Regions from separate parts of the Columba livia genome. Here region 1 is linked to region 2. The links are chromatin contacts, called in public Hi-C maps. All regions are on one chromosome and are shown on one strand. Each heading gives the region's core, a stretch centred on a gene start, on an enhancer-like site or on the middle of the called end of the contact. The rest is flanking DNA. Distances are from core to core; before and after follow the strand shown. Region 1 has its middle 110 kb from the start of NFE2L3. Region 2 overlaps LOC110355402 (a long non-coding RNA gene).

Region 1 (5,299 bases), core at 861-3,360, 300 kb before region 2:
TGTCCTTTATTTCATGCAAGTTTCTGCTCCCCCCCCTTTTTTTTTCCCCCCTAACCTGCTAATTCCCCGAATTTATTCGTGCCATAGACAATAAAGCCATAAAGCTGACTGCAGAAATTTGTTTGCCGTAATGACGTGTTATTTGAGTCCCGGCTTTCGGAACTCTGACACTTGGCCAGATCAAAGAACCCCCTTAAAAACACCGGTTGATTCAGAGCCGGGTGTGCGTGTGGAGGGAAAGGCAGGGCAGCCCTGGACGGAAACCGGCGAGGGGAGAGCCCGGAGGCGCCTCCGCGGCTCCCGGGCCCGCGGCTGGCCAGCCCCCCCATTTCCCCGGCGGGGCTCCCCGGGTCCCAGCGCCCCTTCGCCCCGATGCCGGTACCAGAAACGGGATCGCTTCCCCTCTCCCCGAGGCTGGGGACAGCCGAATTCAGAGGACCTTTCCCCACTCTCCAGCCCCAGCTTGGCCACCTGGTTTTGGGTGGATACCTCTTCGTACCGCCTCTAGCTCGACGCGGTTCTAAAGCACCACGTCTAATTGCCCGGTATTAGTTTTACTACCAGATATCGACTCCTGAAAAGCAGATTTAAATTACGTGTTAGGGAAGTGATACTATAAAGCGGCAGAAAACAGAATCCCTCCTCAAACACGTTTATGGGCTAAAGCTGCAAAGATCACAGGCTTCAGGTTTTTTTGCCTTCGGTTTAAAGCCTGTCCCGGCACGGGAAGTCATTTGATAAACCTTTAAGCTGTATTTCATAATCTTTACTGCTTTATGGAGCTTTCCAAATCTTTAACACGCTGTAACCTTTTCAAGACAGATTGCCAGACAACATTTCGGTGTTAGGTTTACTTAATGTAGTTCTTGCGAGGAAGTGAATTTTCACGGTTCCGTATTACCGCCGGGCACCCCTCCGCACCCCGCCCCCTCCCCCGGCCCCGTGGAGACGTCGTCTGCAAAGATTTATTAAACCTGTTGATTTATAATATCTCCCGCACGAATTTTGATCCATCAGATTACAGCCGACGCGGTCTCTGAGGCTGCCAGTGGTGAGGGGCGCTTCGGGTGCATATTCCTCCGATTAGCGCTTTCATGGAGGGGAGGGAAATTATGATTTATTGCCGTGTTCATCCGTTTAGGAAGCGAAATTAACCCCAGAATGCCTCCATCCCTTTTGAAGTTCACGGTTTATTTTCCTTACTGTACAGAACGTGGATCAAAGGCTTGAAACGCCCTCTTGTGTTTACTTTATTTGCAAGAAAAAAAAGAAGGAAAAAAAAGGAAAAAAGGAAAAAAATCAGAACTGTTTCGGGCAATTCAAGTATCAACTCGCCGCCGCAGCGGAAACGCAACACCCGTCACGAGCTGCGGGAAGACCCCGTTTCCAGCCCTCTGTACCCCCCATCCGTGACGAAGCGGTCCCTGCCTTGCGATGTCAATCAGCCCCTCTTGGGGGCTGTTCCAGCCTCTTATTTCTGTCGTAAACAAGGGCAGGACACACTTTTTTTTTTTTTTTCTGTAAAGACGCATAAAAAACCTCCTGCTAAGCTGGCTGCCTTGCACCCACCTCTGGGGTGGCAAGGCAGCCCGGCGGGGCCTCAGGGGCTGCCAAGGCCACTTTACCACCCACCCCCCCGCAGAGTAGCCGCTGCTATTTCTGCTCGCCAAAACAGCGGGGCGCGTCTGCGCGGGGAGGGCGGAGCGCAGGGCCGCACGGGACCGTGGGGACCCGCCGTAGCGCTTTTGGTTCTGTCTCGCAGTCGCGTCCCGAAGCGCGTAAATCACCGGCTCCGCTCTGTCCCAGCCCGCCCGCTGATTGGTGCTCGCCACAGGTGACGTCAGAGGACGTGGATGACGGACAGCGCCCGGCCGTGACGCGTGGCGGCTGGCCAGCGCCGGGGCTGCGGGGAGCAGAGCCGGCGCGGTGGGCGGCTGGGTCTGGGGCACCGACGGCTGGTCCCCCCGGGAGGGTCAGCTCGGAGCCCTCTCGCCCAAACGCGCCGCGTCTCGTGTGTACAACAAGTGAGCGGCTACCGATTGTTTTTACACCCGCGTCATTTTTCCCGCTGGAGGACCCAAGCTCGGTGCTGCCGCGCACAGAGGAGTTCTCTTCGGCGGGGGGCTGTTAGGCGGCCTCCCCTCCTTGAGTTTCTCCTGCGGGGAGAGGCCGGGGCACGGCGGGGGATCTCCCGCGCCCCCGACTCACATCCCATGCGGAGACGGGGGGTTACGTGCAGTGCCAGCTGCGGCGACAGGGGCCCAGGGCTGTGCCTCTTCCTGCTGTCGGAGGAGCCGGGCACACGGCACTGACACCACACGCGCACACGCGGGGGTATTTCAGCACTGGGTTATTCTGCTTCTGTACGAATTTTGCCCGTGGAACCCGTACATGCCTGCCTGGCAGCTGCAGTTACTTGTCACGCGTGGGAATAGAGAGCTGGCCCTCCGCAGAGCATCACACAAGGCTGGGGAGGCGTTAACGAGTGGCGCCGTTATTACGTGCAGTGACTCCGTGTGACCGGCAGACGCTGCTGTGTCTCCCACGGCGGACCCGCGCTGCCGCCCGCCCCTCCGCGGCGCGCCCGGCATGCAAATTCCATCTGATTGACACCCCTGCAGACAGCCAATGGCACGGCACCCGGCGAGTCATTGGCCGGCGAGCCTTTGACGCCATAGCTGACGCAAGTGAATACGTTGACCAATCGTCGCTGCGTATGCAAAGAGAGGGGGGCACGGAGGGGGGGACTGTAGAGGCGGGGGCGTGCGCCGCCCCGTGGCCGCGCGGGGCGCTGCAGCGGCGCGGAACGGCCGGGTCCGGTGGCGGCGGCCGCGATGCGGGGACGCGGCTCCGCAGCGGGGCTTTGCACCGGGCTTCTGAGGTCGGGGTTGCCCCACGGGCCGCAGCGGCCTGGCGGGCAGCGGGGGGACCCCGCGGGCAGCCGGGTGCGCCACTTGTCTTTTTAATTTTTTTGGGTTCTAGCACTTTTTCCACGTCTGCCCAGGAACGAAAACTTGTAATTAAATAGGCAACGAAGCTCACGGGCACCCGGGGAGCTTCCCTATTCCCCTCCGCTCCGAATTTTATATACAGCGAATTTCCTTTCCTTGGCCAAAGGAAGCGGCGTTTTATTAAAGTTACTTAAACACAGAAAACCAGCGCCGCAGCGGGGTTTCTTTCCTTCCTGGAAGGGACCGGAGCAAAGCGCTTCAGGGGGCTATTTCGGTGACAGCTCGGGAGCGGGCGTCCCCGGCCCGGGCTGAGCACGGTCGAACCGCAACCGCCCGGCGCGGCCGAAGCCACCACTACCGGAGCGGGCTTTGGGGTTGCCCGGGGCCGCCTCGGCCGGCGGCGAGCCCCAAGCCGGAGGCTGCAGTATTGGGAGCACCTCCTGGAGCACCATCACCGCCCGAACAGGCCAAAACCCACCCGTCAGGCGGGCCCGCATCGGGGCCACCCCCATTAACTCCTGTGCGGGACAGAGAGCGAGGTCCGGCCCCGAGCTCCTTCCCCAGCCCTCTGCGGTAAGGGAGCCCGAAGCGGCAGCCCGGTGTGTCTGCGACTTATCGAAGAGCTTCGGATGTGGTCAAATTCCCCATGGATGTGGCCAAGGTCCCCACTCTGGGAGTGCAAAATATACACGCATATACACATACACGGGTACGGGTTTGTATTTCATGCGTGTAATTTTACGTGTAAAAAAACCATAAAGTTATCCCCTAAAGAACGTTCCCGAGCCGACGGGCTCAGTTGAGCTGCGGCTTTTCTTCTCCTTCTTGCCCGCAAGCCCCGGGACTGTCACAGCAAGTACCGTCGCCGCGGCCACGGCTGCTCCCGCCAGCACATCCAGCCGGCGCTCCCCTCGGGTCCTGCCCCTCTTTTCATCCCGCTTTCGCGAGGTTCGCGTTTTTCCCTCCTGGGGAGCTCACAGTCCTTTCGTTCAGCTGTTTAAATTTTGTTTTAGCAGATGAGGCACTCTGAGGCCACTGCATATAGTTTGCAATTTAAACAACTTTTATCTGGAGTAAGAAAGATCACGCTACACCGCTGCGCGGCATGGCAATAATGCACAAGGGTGAAACGACACTGCGTCTATGTGCACCTCTCAGAGTTGGACTGTGACGGATTACAAATGCTCATGTATGTGGAAAAACGCTTGAGTTTAGTGCTCAGCATTTGGAAATAATCTCATGAAAAAAATAAAGATGATGGTTGTATGTAGCAAGGAAAGAATTTTTTTTTTTTTTTTTTTTTTTTTTTTTGGGGAGGGGGTATTCTGCTTTTGTGGCTAGGAAAAAAAGAATAAAATCAATGCTGTTTGTTTGATGGTCCACGACAGTTTGTCCTGCAGTGACTCAACACATGAAAAAAGTTTCTCTTTCTAAGACAAGGGTGAAAAAAACACATTTGCAACCACAAAGCAATTTTACCAATGTCTCCTTTTGTATTGTGTGGCTGGAAAAGAGGCGCTGTGTGTAGAGTTCCCCCCCTTCAAAATCCTAGACATTCCAAGAAGGAGGAAACTATCCTGATTTGTTTTCATTCGAGGTTGTAAAGCAAGACCTGAACAGAATTAGAAATATAACCAACTGAAAGATCTCCCAGCTGTTTAGCTGCTGCTTCTAAACAAGCCTGATCTCTTTTACTCCTTCTCCCCTTCCAGATCTCACTGGTTTGTGGTTTCTCTCTGAGTAAGGAAGGTTCCCTAGAGAATAGCTCGCTGGAATTCACTCCCTCAAGAAATTACTGCATAATTTGGTGAGAAGTGAAAGGGGCCTTGATTCAGGGACGACTCAGGGAAATAGAGATGGCTTCACAGTCGAGGGGAGGTATCTGTTATGGTAACAGGGAGAAACAAATGCCACACTTCAGCTCACAAGCTTCATTACCTAAAGGACTTGGAAAGAATCCCATCTCCCATTCCCAAATAACTGGAAATAATTGACCTTGTGCAAAATTGGTCCCCGCTCCCCTCTTTTGCTGGTGCACCCAGGGATTGCACCAGGAGCCCAGCGGGCCCAGTGGTGATACCCATGTGGTCCCAGATGAACTCCTTAAGGACAATGCTGAACCCAGGCCCCGGGCCTTTACACTAATTTTCTCCCCTCCTCTGCCTAATCCTCTGCCCTGGAGCCTCTCCTGGTTCATCTCCAGTATTCCACCTCATTTCTAGCCGGTTCTTGGACAATAATTTCTTTTTGTTTTAGTCAGACTGCTTTGTACCCTCAGAGTTTTGAATACTAAGACGGTGGTTTCCTTGTCTGTTTTGTTTTCATATAAAGTCCAACAATTACGACTT
Region 2 (5,328 bases), core at 2,435-4,934:
AATCTCCACCAGTATAATGCAAGGAATTACTGGATTTGTGCTAGAAGCCAGGAGCACCTTCAGCCAGCTGGGTTGGTCTGACTTCAGCACAACAGGCAGTGTGTCACCCAGCAGTGTCACCTGCCAGCTTCTTCGCTTTTACCACCTGATTCAGCAGCCCATGCAGTGATATTGCTGCTGTGCAATGGGGAATGTGTTTGCAGGGCTGCTTCTCTCTCAAGCTCTGCTCTGTGACACCTGAGCCACTCCAGCTCTTCGGAAGGGGTGGCTGCTGAGCTGGTGAGCAGCATGGTGAGTCATGGGCACTCTCAGTATCTGCAGATGTAGTCCTCAGACCAAAACAAAAGAGCCTTGTGGGGTTTTTTAGGTTTCCATCAAGTAGTACCCTCTTTGTGAGGCAAGTGCAGCCATAACCTTTAGGACACAATGCAAGAAGAAATATTATCACGATTTAAAGGTCAGGTCTCCTGAAATTCTCCTCCGCCTCTTGATGGCTACAGTTAATATTTACCCAGAGAGCTCCTGAATCAAAGAAAAGGAATGAAAAAAGAGAAGCCCTGATGATGTAATTTCAGCAACCATGAACAGGCAGCACAATATTTTGTGCATTCAGCAGCACATAATTTATATGTGACATTAAAATTCTTCCCTTCGCACATTAAAAGGCACCAAAAAGCAAGAGGACACAGCCAGTGTCTCTCTGCTCTCCGATACATGTTTCCCTCCTTGGAAGCAAGGCAGTAGCAACAATGGGTACATGTCTTTCGTGCCACCTGAGCCATCATTTTTCTTTCTTGTTCTTGTACATGCCATGCAAATATGAGCTGAGATCACCAGCTATTCTCCCATAATTTTGGCAGGAAAGTGGTAGAGGGGGAGTTACTGCTGCTTGCCTCGCAGTGAGTTACAGGCTTTTGCCTCATAATTTATGCTATCCTGAGAGGAGACTCAAGAAAAGTTAATTTACACAGCATAGAGAAAAGACCGCTAAGGAGCCCCTGTCATGGGTCGTGTCCTGATTTCATTTGCACTGGTGTAAATCCTACATACCATGAACGAAATCAGAGGTGTTTCGAAAGGCTTATAAGTAAAACTAGACTTTGGTTCACAGTTCCTAAATACTAGCAGCAAACAGACTTTTAAGGCCAGGAGATTGTTATTTTCAGTATTCAGTATGGGATCAAAGAAAAGGAATAGCACAAAGTGAACAGAAGAAACCTTAAAGTGACATATAGGGAAACACTCAACAAGAAGGATCAATGGGATGTTGCAATGACCTGATAAGGGAATACATGCAACCACAGCTGATTCGTTCCCTTCATCACTGGCCAGGGAATCTAGGAGACATTTGGAGGATTAAGTATTGACTAAGCCCTGTGAGGCAGGTCACCACATCAGCCTTCCCCTTGGCTCACAACAAAACGCCTTCTGCCTGCCCACAAGGGCACTGGAGATCCTCACTCACAGATGCCACCTGGTTGCTATACTGCAGGCTCCTTGCAGCAGGGACAGTGTGCTGGCTGCTCTCACCTGTGGTCACAGGGGTGTCAGGACAGAGACCACAGGAGGGATCCCGTCTCTGCTCAAACTGTTGCTTTTGTGAAGAACAAGATGAGCAGCCTCCACAAGGAGCTATTTTTTTACCTGATACTGTTTGTTTTCCATGAGCAAGGCACAAAATATACCTTTTCTTCCTGGAGGCTTGAGCTGATTGTTTCCTTCCGTGAGTGCCTTGCCTTCATTTTGTCAACAGACTGAGAGCCTTTGGCCCAGGCAGGCATCATTTTGAAAAGAGAGCCCCTAGCATTAAAAAGTAGAGGCATTTTAAAAACTAATGGAGAGTTTTGCTTCATTAAGTAGCCCATAAAATTACAAATCATCGAGCACTAGGGGGAAGATACCAGAATTAGTCAACATTATAAATGCCTTGTTGCACAAAGGAGAACATAAAGGCTTTAATACAGCTCTACCTGCTGGTCTGCTGGCAGATATTCCTGGATGTGAACTACTCTCACTTGAGCAGAGTCTTCATTAATTTCAACATCACAGCAGCAAACCTCTCTGAGTTAGAAAGGGCTTATTCTGCATTTCAGTGATAGTGCTAAACTCACTTATTAAACTGTAATGTAAGAAAACCTTGGCAGGGCTGCTCTTGGACTCTACCAAGCTGGTGCCCGGCAAGGTACAGAAACTTTTATGGGAAGCTGTGTTTACAATCTCCTGTCTTAAGAAATCCTATAAAATCCAAAAAGGTATGCAGTGTGATTTTCTCCCTGAGACAGAAAACAGAAACACTGAGAAACAGAATCAAATCATGAGTAAGAATATTATGCACATTTTTCAGCCTGCAAAAGTCAATCCTTTCAGTGGTCCCATAGATAACTTTGCATGATGTTTTCAGCAACAACGCTGAGGGAGGGAAAATATTTAATTAGGAATAATCTTTTGCCCTTTTGGTGTCAGAGAACTTATAAGGACCTTCCTTTCCCTAGTAGTTTCACCAAAAAAAAACGTATTGGTCCTAGTCTGCCCTGTCAGAACAGATGTATATGTACACAGTTCCATCCAATGCAACATAAAACAGCATTTTTGAAACAACAGCTATATCTATTATTCTTTTATGGCATGTGCTCAGTACTTAAATAAACAAAAAAGCATTGTCATTCATAATTCATTTGCTATTTATTAAAACTCTGTATTAGTCTTGCTGGGCTACCATCTCATTAGAACAATTATTTTGTAAGCTGGGATGCTCTGTCTGCTGGCACTCCTGCTTTCTTTTAAGCATTTAATGCAAAATAATAATGGTCTTGTGAACACAAATAACATTTACAGCATCAGAGAAATAGTTATAAAGCAGTTAAAAGAAAATGTAGCCATTCCCTTTCTAAGCATGGTAGTCCTTTCCTATTCTTCTCTTCATTCTGTAAATTAACATTTTTTGCAGATAAAAAAGACAAATTCATGAATTACTGAATTTGGCAGTGGAATGTAGCAATGGTAGCAAGGCACAGCTGGAGAGTTTGAAATGTGCCAGCTTTCTTCGAGGCCATCATTTTCCTGCTCCTTTGGGAATCGCGGCTAAATGTGTCTACTGCTAATGTAATGAATATGAATCCATGTAAATCTCTGATGCAGAGCTGGGATCTGTCGCCTTGTGGGCAGAACGGAAAATTTATTTTTTTCCTATGCAGCTTTTTGAGTGCAGATGTGTGTATAACTCCAATCTTACTTCAGCACCTTACCTGCTCTTCAGTATCCAGGTACTGTCGAACTTCTCATTTTTCGTTCTGCAGCAAACTAACAATATGCACTCCCTGCCTTTTGAAGATCCCTGGCAGAATAATACACCACCTGTTCAGCCCCCCTTCCCGCCCCCCTCCTTACTAATTAAGCTCTGAAACTGTTTCCAAATGAAATTGGATTTCTTTTCTTCTGCTCCCCCTGCCTTCATCCCCTGACTGCACCTTTGTAAACATTTTTGATCGGGCATGAAAGACACAGAAACAGCCACAAATAAGAGGACCTGTCACTTCAGCCAGAGCCATTAGTGCCGCACACTGAAAACTGGCTGGGCTCACACTGGGCGATTGTGCGGCGTGCTCGGGGATGGAGAGCAACAGAGAGGATCCCTAAACCGTGTCCAGAGGGTCCCAGAAATGATGGAGTGGACAGGACAGAGCTTCTTGGCTTTTCTTCTGTCCTGCAAAGGCTACTGGTTGACTGACTCATTGTGAAAGTTGGAAATCTGAACAGCTGACAGACATTTTCCAAAGAGGGGATGGCTGTGCAAGTTGTGCATATTCTGAGTTTGTCTCCAGCACGGAACAGGCAGTTGGAATTTTAATTCAAGTAACTTTCATCTCTGCGGTTGCACAGTGCCCTGCACAATGGCTCTTTGTCTGTTGCCAGGGTACTACTGCAATACATACCATAAATAATAATTGTAAAAACAGTTATAACGCTAAGATTTTTTTAATGGTCTCAAGAGCTGGAAGTCTTTTCTGGGCAATTGGCATTTTTGAAAATCAGGTCACCTGGTTAGGTTCCTAATTCTGAATGCAGAGTCTTATTTTACCATTCATTTTCTTTAAAACTTAAGCCTCCAACTTGGCTCACGTAGATAAATATTAAGTGAGGGGGAAGGAATGGAAACAGTTGTCAAAATAAACCAAGAATAATTATTGGATTCCATTCACAAGATTTTGGAAGGATCAGGCCAGCCATCAAATAAGAACAGCTTCAGCCAAGATCTACAAGTAGAAGGACATTGTTCTGCTTGACAGTTCTTCACTGAGGTGATTAACAACCCTGGCTGATGACCCTTGGGGCTCAGACGTACAGTCAGGGGGTTGCACATCAGCTGAGCTATCTGCACACTTCCTATGTGCATGGCCTTGCAAATATAAAAATGTGTGACTTAGCTTCATCTTCTTCACTGGGACTAATCAAAATCATGCTGTCTCATACTTGCTGTCACTAAAACCATTCATGTAGATACCACAAGGCTCAGTTGTGGTACTGAAAGGCAACACTGGCAACTATTTAAAGCAACAGATTGATTGGAGTTGGGATTCATATAACCAAAAGCAGAGCTACTCCTGAGACAGTCTGGGTACCATCCACCTTCGCCTAAAATGCAAGCCCTGAGGTCAAAATTTCACCTGAAAAGTGCTTTTTTTTTCTCTCCAGATCATGAAGGGAGCCAAGTTAATCACCTCAGACAGACAATTAGACTGGAAGCAAATAATGTCACCTGGTACGAGTCCCCTCCCATGTGTCTGAGCTCTCAGACAATTGCTCTGTCCTCTAACCTGAAAATTCCAGTTTTGACTCCTATATACAGGTTTATATGCAGCAGTAGAGCACAGAAAAGTGTCATGGAAGTACTTTGGTTCAGTCCAAAAAGAAAGTGCTTACTTGGTTCAAGCTCCTCCACAGAAACCCCAGTCACTTTTCTTTTCTGGACTAGGGCAGAATTGAACTAGTGACCAAAGCAGAGGCTGTGCAAAGGCAGTCTGTTACAGTCATCTCTTCTGCTGTATTACACAAAAAAATTTATCAGCCTAAGTATGATCCTGCTTCACTGTACTTCCAAGCACACTAAATCCCAATTCTGTCACATCTTGATTCAGAAACCAATTTCAGCCATTTCAGCTAATTATACATCCAACTTGTGAGTTTGTTAAAGACTTTTAAGGAGCTCATGTCACCATGTATAGCTGGACCATTGCTGGAAAGCAGGGTTTTGGCAAGCATATTTTGTGTGTGAAGACACGGTTTTAAATTTAGGAAAAAGTATGAAGATACTTTCAAAGCAGAATTTGG

Evidence for each region. Hi-C and Micro-C count contacts between places; a contact is called where the count stands out from the background.
Region 1: a Hi-C map of liver shows a contact between it and region 2, with 3 times the contacts expected there. The contact joins two enhancer-like sites. A contact is called at or near these places in 2 of 2 Hi-C or Micro-C datasets (crop and liver).

The regions. Positions count from the first base shown.
Region 1 is chr2:35,696,607-35,701,905 of bColLiv1.pat.W.v2, reverse strand. No RefSeq gene overlaps it. Among named protein-coding and RNA genes, the nearest start is that of NFE2L3, 110 kb to the left of the region's middle. Within about 2 kb of position 2,110, at least 3 of the 3 cell types and tissues checked have an H3K27ac peak away from gene starts, as active enhancers do.
Region 2 is chr2:35,400,792-35,406,119 of bColLiv1.pat.W.v2, reverse strand. All of the region lies in intron 3 of LOC110355402 (a long non-coding RNA gene), which reads right to left. Among named protein-coding and RNA genes, the nearest start is that of NPVF, 20 kb to the right of the region's middle. Within about 2 kb of position 3,684, at least 2 of the 3 cell types and tissues checked have an H3K27ac peak away from gene starts, as active enhancers do.